Regions from separate parts of the Zea mays genome. Here region 1 is linked to region 2. A link is a contact called in public Hi-C data. All regions are on one chromosome and are shown on one strand. The core of a region is the stretch at or near the end of the contact, and the rest is flanking DNA. Distances in the headings are between cores, read along the strand shown.

Region 1 (4,931 bases), core at 1,702-4,201, 170 kb before region 2:
TTGAGCTTCTTGATAGCAAGCTTGCAGCCATCAGGTAGTTCAGCCTTATAGACTAGACCATAACCACCACACCCAATGATGTTTTCCTTGTTGAAGTTATTTGTGGCTTTTACAATGTCAGAGAACGTGAGCTTGTTTTCATTTCCCTTTCCTTGTGGCACCATGATCACTCCATGCTCCAAGCTGGAGTTGAATGTGCTTGTTTCAAGATATCCGTTGTCCTCCCTTCTACCTTGGGCCGTTAAACGGTTTATCCTGATGGAGACAAGGAGACGCCACAGCAACAAAAGAATGGCAATCATTGCAAAGAACACACCAAATGCAATTGCGAGAATGGCCTTCTTATTTCTTCCTCCTGTGGATACCAGAGGCACATCGGCTGAATCGCATCGACGACCGATCATAAAGCCGCACAGCTTCGGATTCCCTAGAAAGCTGGAGTTCTGAAATGTACCAAATTGGCCACCGGTTGGAATAGGCCCTTCCAGGTCATTGTTAGAAACGTTGAATGTGGAAAGGAAGTGCAGATTCTCCAATGCAACTGGGATTTTACCCGTGAGATCATTGCTGGATAAATCAAGCACCAGCAGGTTTGTGAGATTGCAGATAGATGTGGGGATCGGTCCGGTTAAGCTGTTGGAGCTGATATCAAGTGAAAGGAGGCCTTTCAACTGACCAATCTCTGGGGGAATCTGACCTGTGAATCTGTTGCTGCTTAGATTTAGAACTTTAGGAAAAGCAATCGGTATGCGGTACTGACGTGATGGACCATCATAGACTGGCAGATCGAAAACGCTTGCGTCCAAATGAGCTGCAGTCCTCTCTGAAGTTAGCATTGGTATACTCACTACTTCTTTCGGAATTTCCCCTGTAAGGCTGTTGTTTGATATGTCTAAGTAGAAAAGGTACTCCAGTGTGTGGATCCAGGTTGGTATGGGTCCACTGAGTCGATTGCCATCTAAGAACAACATCTCCAGATTTACTAACTTCGATATCCAGAGAGGTATTTCTCCTGACAGGAGGCAGTTTCCGATGTCCAGAACCTGAAGATTCTCAAAACCGTAGATCACGGCATCATCCGGTATGGTTTCTTCAAAGAAATTGATTCCAAGAAGAAGCGTGGTCAGGTTCTTGGAGCTCCTCAGTATCTGAAGCGCGTTTGTTATATTTGAAAGGCTGTTGTTTGTAAGCGACAGGAACGAGAGGGACTTCAGGTTGCCTAGCCCTTCTGATAACTGTCCATGGAACTTATTCGAAGCTAGCCGCAGCGCAGTCAGGTTTCTACAGGAGTATATGCTCTCCGGAATCGTGCCACTGAAGTTATTCAGCATGAGATCTATGGTTCTTAGACTGGGCATGTTGCTGAAATCAACCCGGGAGAGTTCGCCACTGAAACCGTTGCTCCTAAGGTCTAGAGTTATGAGATCCGTGCAGTTGCTCAGGGCTGGTGGCAGCTCCCCATACATGCTGTTATAGTCCAGATGAAGTTCTTGCAATCTCTTGAGCTGACCTATGGTATCAGGTATCTTGCCGCCGAAACTGTTGTCTCCTAGGTCAAGGACGACCAGATTGGAGAGCTTGGCTACATGTGCGCCATCGACTGTTCCATGCAAAAAGTTGCTGGAGAAGGAGAGGCGTTCCAGCGATGTAGCGTTGAAAAGCTCACGGGGGAGAGTCCCGCTGAGGTTGTTGTGGCCAGCCCTGAGTACTCTGAGCATGGAGCAGTTCCCAAGCCCTGGGGGCACGCCGCCACTGAACTTGTTGTAGCTGAGTTCGAGCACGGCGAAGGACGGCGCTGTGGCACAGAACTGGTCCGGGATCTGCCCGGTCAAGCTGTTGTTGCTGGCGTTCAGCGCGACCAGACTCCGCATCCTCTCCCACGCCGTGGACGTGAGCTGCCCCGTGAACGAGTTGCTCGAGATGTTGAGTACCTGTAGCTGGAGAGGCCGCTGGCCCGGCGCTGGAGACGGCAGGTCTCCGCTGAGCTGGTTGAAGCTGACGTCGAGGACGGCGACGCTGCCGGACGCCGACACCAGTCCGAGCGGCAGGTCACCGGACAGCGAGTTGTAGGACAGGTTGAGGCGCCGCAGGCCGGCGAGGCTAGCGAGGGACTGCGAGATGCGCCCCTCGAGGCCCCTGCCAGGCAGCGAGATGGCGCTGACGGTGACGGCTGTCCCGTATTGGTCGTCGCAGGTGATCCCTTCCCACTTGCAGCAGTCGGTGCCTCGCCAGAGCCCGGTGAGGCCGGCGTCGTAAGAGAGCTCCGCGAGGAACTGGAGCAGGGACGCCCTCTCCGGCTCCCCGCAGGCGCTGGCGCAGGACTCCCAGGAGATGGAGATGAGCAGCAGCGCAAGGGCGAGGGCGCGAGGCCGGTGGAAGGAGGTACGTGCAGTGTGTTCCGGTTCCGGCTCCGGCTCCGGCTTCTCTTGCATGAAACGTGGAGTGGCTGCATGGCTTCGTGTTGGAATTGGAACTAGCATGGGAACGAACCAGATGCCGCGCTGAAGCTGTGTGTCCTGCACTGCACTACTCCCGTCTAGACGAAGTATGTGCCAATGGTCTGTGTCTGATCAGGGAGGAGCAAGCAATGGGGGTAGAACCGTAGAAGTAGAAGGAGGAGGAGGCGCCTCTTGGTGGTCGTCCATTGACAGCCGTGGCCACCCAAAGAAAAATGGAGTCAACGATCAGATGCCCATAACACGGTGCTCGTTATGGTTCTATTTTATATACACCAGAGTACCAGACGAGAAGCAGCCTGCTGCTTGTTCACACTCCGACGTTCCATCGGTGGCGGCCGGCGGCTACCTGATCCATCTGAACAAGCATCTTGGCCTTATAAAATACTACTGAATTTGCCTTCTGCGAGTCACCAGGCCCGGCTGACTGGCTGAGTTGTTGCCGTTATTACAGACCGCCGTGATTTACCTGATCACATATATTAATATTTTATTTCTTCCTGTGGCAGATTTGACTTCATATACGGCGTGCCGTTTTACCAGCGTGGGTTGACAGGGAAAAGTTGCGTGTCCGGTGTTTTCCAAAGAAGCTGAATGCCTTCAGGATTTTCAATTGGTAAGACTATCTCCACTAGACTTTTTATTTCAAACTTCACTATGTAAACAGTGCAATATACAGTTTGCACTAGAGATGGCCAAACTGGCCGCTCGGCCTGGCCCGCCAGGCACGGTTAGAACACCGGGTCGGGCCGTCTACCTAAAAAGCGGGCCGAAAACGGGTTAAGCGGGCCAGTAAGCACGATTTAGTGTAAAAAATGGGCTTAACGGGCTTAGAGGTAAATGGACCGTGCCGGACTAGCCCACCGTGCCTAATTTCCTGTCCGAGCCCAGTCCGCTTATTCGTGCCGGGCAGGCCCGGACCCGTATAGAACCGGGTCGTGCTGGGCTCGGATCGGGCCCAAACAGCGGGCTTCGTGCCGGGCTCACGGGCCTCGTGCTTATTGGCCATCGATAGTTTGCACGGACGTTTACACGGCCTGTTAGAGTTGGCCTAAGGTTGTACCCAGCAGATCTCACTCAGGGTCGTGCCTGAGGCAGGGCGGGAGGGGCGGTCGACCTGGCCCCCATCTCCCAGGGGCCCCACCGTACACAAAGTCCAATAGAAATATAGGATAGAAACGGATATTATTTACTATACCAATATATTTTTGAGTTTGTTAGGAGAATGGATTGCTATCCCAATATATTTGTTGCTTATCGGATATTATTTACTATACCAATAACTAGACATCAGCTGAAAGGAGCTTCTCAAAGCTTAAGTTATTGAAGAATTATTTAAGGTCTGCAATGTCTTAAGAAAGGTTAAACGGGCTAGCAACTTTATGTATTGAGAAGAAATTATTAGATGATGTCAATATTGAAGCCATCATTGATGATTTTGCATCTAGAAATGTTAGAAGACATTTTTAAATTGATCTCTACAATATATTTGAGGTAATAATCTTACTTCTATTTTTTACTGCTCAAGTCTTTATGGTGTTAGGGTCTCTGTTTATAATCTTGTCCCAGGCCCCTCAAAAGTCAGGAACAGCCCTGATCTCACTTATTTGTACTGTAGCACTGTTTGCAGAGTAAAATTTAAGATAAGAGAGTTGCTAGAGATAGCATTAGAGGGCAGCGCAGGGAGAGAGCGTCACTATGCAGTGATTTTTAGGTCCATGATTGGCGCCGTGGTCAGGGTATCGACACGGTCTGGACTTTGGAGGATAGAGAGATATAAGAAAAGGCAGAGAGAGAGAGAGGTCGATGAAGGTGGCTGTTGACGGCGACCTGAAGCCCTGTCCTTGTGCGGCTGTTTTCCATGGCCGGCCCCTGACTCCAGCGGCTCATGATCATGTTGATGTGGATAATGATTGCTTGCTTGCTTGGCTAGTGGGGTGCACTTGCGCGTTTCATAGTGGATAGTGGTCGTCCCGTCCTTGTATTGCATGATGCTCTCTTATTATCTTTCGTGGTGTCGACTGCGGAACGGCCAGTGGAAGTGGACGGACGGATGGCACTAAACACTACTACTGTCCAGCCTGCTCAGCTGATCAGTGCCGAGCTAGCGCTGCGTCCCTTTCTGCGTCTTTTTCCTAGAAGAACACTTTGAGGTCTCGTCTGGCTGCTGCTGCTGCTGCTTGTATTCACACTCTATTTGTTTATCTTTCGCAGAAGTCAAATTGCAGAGGAACCTGCCGGGAGAGCATAGCAGGGTGGCTCCGGGACTCTCTGCTACCTGCAGCCAGGCAGACATGGAGATTGGGGTGGAAGCACGGGACGACAGGAGGACGCAGAAGAAGCCACGGGGACCCACGGCAACGGCATGCGCGTGTACGTCCAACCCCATGCGATCGGTCTCGGTCAGCGCGCTCTCTTCGTTGCACTTGCACGACTGGATGAAAGGATGCGCGTGGAGTGGACAACGACGGCCTT
Region 2 (5,153 bases), core at 1,619-4,118:
GTATCAACTTTTCTGAGGCTATCTCTAGCACCCGTCACATGATATTCTCTATCTCATCTTCTGATTCAAACTTCACTCTACTATCTACGGTGGAAAAAAATGTTTTACACGATGATATGCACGATCTGCTGAACACGGCCTAAACCTCCTATATTTTATAGCTTTTATCGAATTCATACATTTTTTTACATGAAAACGTTGTTCTTTCCTATGTACCAAAAGGAAGGGAGGGAGAGAAAGAGAGAGCAGATGGCGAGTGGCCCCACTGCCACGTCAGTAAAACCATGCAAAAAAATCACTTCAAGTAGTTTTAAAAAAATATTTTTGTCCGATTTTAAAAGTTAGATTATATTTATATTATGCAGTGTTAAAGTTTGAGCGGGTCTTTCAAATCCAACAGCTAGTTTAGAGTTAGACACAGTTCAATCAGGCTGTACTGTTTTTTTCCTTTCTCTCTTGTTATATATGGACCCTTATGGAGAGACTGATAGGCCGCGTCGGTCCACTGGCCCAGCGTGCGGTGCGTGAGGAGACCCAGCCCGTGTTGGGCCCAGCCAGCAGGCCGGCACAAGGGGGGATCCGAGAGGCAGGCGCGTGGTTGGGCCGCTGGTCGTCGTCGTCTCACTCTCACGGTGGACTGGAGACGCGGCGCGAGGAAGCCGTGACCTGCAAGGCTCGGTGCGCTGGTCGCCGGCGCTCAACGACCTGCAAGGCGCAGCGGCAGGGTGCTGCTTGGGTGAACGTTGCACCAATCGACAGGCAAGGACAGCCGGCGCGGGGCGGAGTTCGCGGCCACCGTTCAGCGAGCGACGGCGCCACACGCTGCCGTCCGTCCGTCCGTCCACCCGTGCCGTGCCAGGCTCTCCCCCTCCCTAGCTACATAAAGCACATGCCAGAAACAAAGGTCCGTGTGTGCCGCGTGCGTGCGTGCGTAGCGGAGCACTCGGCTGGGAGCGAAACTCACCTTTCCCCGACCCGCGTCGAGCCACCGTCACGACCCACACAGCACAAAACGTTGTAGCACCTGCACCACTCGTCGGTCCGCCCGGGGGCGGGGTCCGTCGTCCGTCCAACCAACCAATCGATATCAGCCGTTGGAGTGGACGAGATTTTTGCCGGCCCATCCAACCGCTGCCGCTGCACCACACCACACCACACCACACCACAGCACTGCGGCAGCCGGCAGCCGGCAGCCGGCAGCCGTGCAGCGAGCGCATGCCAATTGCCATCGCCCCCCAATCGCAGTCCCGATCCGCGGCGCACAGCACAGGCTCGTCCGACGGCAACGTGTGTCCCCAGCCCCGGACCCTGACCTGATGGGGTTTTCTGCCCGCTCTGCAGAGTGCCGCAACGCGTCCCAGCCCGGATCAGATCTCAGATGCTATCGGCTGGCTTTGGACTGAAGCCGATCATACTCCTGGAAATCCTGATTCCACTCGAGAACTTCTGCAGCTCTGCTCTCATGAAGGACAGGGCACACAAGTATATCAGCTTGTTCGCTGCGGCTTGCTGCGGCTGCAATCCGGCTGCGGCTACGGCTTCTACAGTATTTTTCTCTCTATGGATTGCAGCTGCAGCAATCCAAACAGCTGCAACAGTGTCGGCTTGCAGCCAGCCGAACACGCCCTATATCACAATCGAAGTAAGTAGCAGCCAGTAAGTACACAGAAGCAAGGTGTCTGTAAATCACTCTTAATTCCATTATCTCTTGAGAATTACAGCAAGACAGACAGTATTACATCGTGCTGCTGCTGCTGCTGCTACAGATACACACACAGCAGGAGGAGACAGGAAGGTTTCGCGAGACCAGGCTCCCTCCACTCCCCACGGATTACATAATGAGTTATTCACATTATCACAGAGTAATTACCGAGTCTTGGCAGTGGTAAAAAAAAAGAGAGAGAGACTAAAATTATCAATTTCTATGGAGAGAATAGCAAAATAGCACGATAGCACTTCATGGCGGGGTGGGGTACGCACGCACGCATTGCTCCGCTCCGTTCCGCCGGATCAGCGTCGGCCGGCCACGCGAAGCGAGCGAGATATCCTGGGGGCACCAGTCTGGGGAGGAGTGGTTGCGGGCCTGCGGCGGCGGCGGCTAGAGGCGGAGCAGCGTGTCGCAGCGCCAGTCCATGTCGTCGGCCGCCGGGTCCGGCACGTTCAGATCGAACGGCAACGGCGGCGGCGCGGCGGCCTCGTCGCCGCAGCCCGGACCCGACGCGCCGTCCTCGCAGAGGACCGACGACGAGGAGCCGCAGTAGCTGCGGCAGTCCTCCTCGGCGGCCGGGGCGGCCGCGGCGCGGAGGATCCCGGCGGGCGCGCCGCCGCCGCCGCCGCCGCTCCAGGACTCCACGGTGCTGCTGAGGCTGGACGTCGCCGCGCCCGCCGCGGCGGCGGTTGAGGCGGGGAGTGGCGGCGGCGGCGCGACCGCGGCGGAGGTGGGCGCGGAGGGGAAGTTGGTCCGCGCGGCGGCGCCGCGGATGGTCCTGGCTGCGGCGTCGTAGGCGCGGGCCGCGGCCTCGGCCGAGTCGAAGGTGCCCAGCCAGATCGGGGTCTTCCTAGCCGGGTCCCGGATCTCGGCCGCGTACCGCCCCGACGGCCGCCGCCTCACCCCGCGGTACTTCACCTCCGGCCCCGCGTCCCCCGGCGCCGTCGGGACCGGGACCGGCGGCAGCCTCGCCCGCCGCATCCCGCTCCTCCACGCGCTTCTTCTCCTCCTCCTCTTTCTTCCCCTCTGCCCTGCCCTGCCCTGCCCTGCCTGCCTTCTCGTGCGGCTTGTTGTGCCTTGTCCTCCTCCTCCTCCTCGGCGACTCCGCGTTTGGCTTGGCTTGGCCAGGCCCCGCCCCGCCCCCCGAGTGGCCTTTCCTTACCTTTCCTCCCGCGCCCGCGCCTGTTTGGTCGGCACGGCCCCGCGGAGGCTGACACGCCGGGCCCGCCACGACCCGGGCGCCGCGTCGGTCTGTCGGGTTGATTTCCCCGACCGCGTCACCACGTCCACGTCCCGGGGTCGGTCGGCTGCCTCTGCCTGCCGCGCCTCCTCTCAAGCCTCGCCAGTCGCCACCGCCAGAGGCCAGACCCAGCGGTGTGGTGTGGTGGGTTGGGCGCGCCGGATTTTAGCGATGCCGATGCGACGCTTGCCGGCCTGGCCTGGGTGCGCCCGAGCGTGTCGTGCTGGTAGCCGCGGTGCCACTAGTGCGGGGGCGGCATATTCGCGCCACTGTGCTGCCTGCCTGCCTGTGGCTGTGGACACCGTCAGTTTAGTGCTGCCAAACGGGAGCTGAATCGAGCTTGTTTCACTTCTTCCACGTGCAAAGCTAAGCCAAGCCAGTGCGGTAATTAAACATAAAAACTAACCGCCATTTACCTGTCTCACGTCCATGTTCTTTGACCGCTTTGGAATGCGTGTAATCCACCAGCTCATCTAGGATTTCTGGGAAAACAATATCTAGAGGTTCCAGTAATTTTTTCAAAGAAAAAAAAAGCAGGCCACCAAGGGAGAGGGACGGACGACACACGGCCCCACTTCAAGGGCGAGCCCATTATCATGTGTGTGGAGTCGGCCAGACACCGTCCATCCAGGTCCAAACGATCTGCCCCGCGCTCGTACGCAAAACACCACCAGCCGGGACACCACAGGGCAAAGGCAGCGGGTGCGGCGCGGCGCTGGTGCGTCACGCATCGTGTGCCGCCCAGGCCCAGCAACGTCACATGGTCTCAAGCTATCATTGCACCGTATCGCTTCTGCCGCCTGCAACTCTCTTTTCATCTCGTCACGAGGGAAAATGTATCACAGCGAGACGGCACGGCAACGGTGCCGCAGCAGCTCCTTCGCGTGCAGAGAGCACTGACGCCGAAACCAACACAGGCTATGCGCTGTGGCTGTCCGATCTGAACCCTCATGTGTCCTCTCGGTTTTGGCACAGCTGCGGACAGCTAGAAGTAGTGACCCGTAACCGTCTAGGCATCTCCCTCCCAGGAACGTCTGCCTCGTCCGTCCGCCATCACCGGACGTGACAGCTAAGATAATCTTTTTACAACCGACGGACGCGAGAGGTCAGATCAGTTCACTCGTACGGGTTCCGCAAGTTCTTGAGGAGCTCCGGGATGTCGTGAGCGAGCATGTCGTCCACCGCCTGCACCATCTTCGGCTTCAGCTTCTCGAACTTGTCGATGCTGTACCCGCCCAGCACCTGCTTGAAGTGCTCGACGTCGGGGAAGTCTCCGGCGGGGAGATGGTATTCCCTCTGCACCTGTTCCACCGGACCACGAGTATCAGCCAAGCAGAGGGATGTTGAGCAAAAAGAAAAGAGGAAAAATGACAGTAACTTTGGATTTAGGTGCGACCAAATCAAGGTTAGTTGTAGACGAGTTATCATATACCTGCAGCCTACCCATTAGTAACCCCCCAAGAAAAAACTTTTGCCCAAAAGCAACATTTTACTATTCAAATGATCAATCTTATCAAGAAAATCTTCTGCTGAAAATATGAAATTAGACCCCAGTCATAGACATACGAGCAATCAAGTTATGTGTAAGTACCTTTGCAAACTCCTCGTCTAAGTTGTCTATGAGTCGCTGCTGAGCCTTGGCTTTTCCCATCATTGCAGGCATCTCCTTCTTCAGATGGCCAATTATGTAAGCATGGATCTTGGCAGCTCGGGCACGCTTAACAAACTCATTGACCTGGAAGAAACGGTGCTGTCCGTTTCAGAAATCCAGTACAGGAAGGGAGGATTCTGACAGATGACTCAACATTTCAACTTACCCGTCGATCACAGGCTTTCTTAGGAATGTCCTTCAGGTCACAGAGGAGGTCATCTTGCTCCCTCTCAAACAAGTCTTTTCCAATTGGCCCAACAGCTGAATCATTCACTGGCTTATCATTAAATGATCTGCAAATAATGATTCCAAAGTGACAACCCAATTAGTTTATACTCTGTTGAACAACTGCTAACTTTTGTGAAGATTCGGCTACAACCCAATGCAAATTAGATATATATTTTAATTTGAATTTTGAACCTCCATCAACATGCATATATTTTTTTACTTATTGTACAAGCCTTGTAACACGTCCATTGCTCAAAAGTAATAGAGGAGTAAATGTAACAAATAGCAGGCATAAGAAAGTACCCGATATACACACGCACAACCTC

Evidence for each region. Hi-C and Micro-C count contacts between places; a contact is called where the count stands out from the background.
Region 1: a Hi-C map of bundle sheath shows a contact between it and region 2, with 2.2 times the contacts expected there. The contact joins the promoter of LOC118477033 here to the promoter of LOC100283801 in region 2. A contact is called at or near these places in 3 of 25 Hi-C or Micro-C datasets (bundle sheath, ear and leaf).

The regions. Positions count from the first base shown.
Region 1 is chr4:245,902,016-245,906,946 of Zm-B73-REFERENCE-NAM-5.0, reverse strand. It overlaps LOC118477033 (tyrosine-sulfated glycopeptide receptor 1), which reads right to left and starts at 2,951. Exons shown (of 1, transcript XM_035967560.1): 1 at 1-2,951. The coding sequence starts at 2,480.
Region 2 is chr4:245,729,822-245,734,974 of Zm-B73-REFERENCE-NAM-5.0, reverse strand. It overlaps LOC100283801, which reads right to left and starts at 2,868. Exons shown (of 1, transcript NM_001156700.2): 1 at 1,677-2,868. The coding sequence starts at 2,689. The coding sequence ends at 2,099. LOC100272658 reads right to left here. Exons shown (of 16, transcript NM_001147116.1): 13 at 5,131-5,153; 14 at 4,766-4,892; 15 at 4,540-4,683; 16 at 3,742-4,250. The coding sequence ends at 4,065.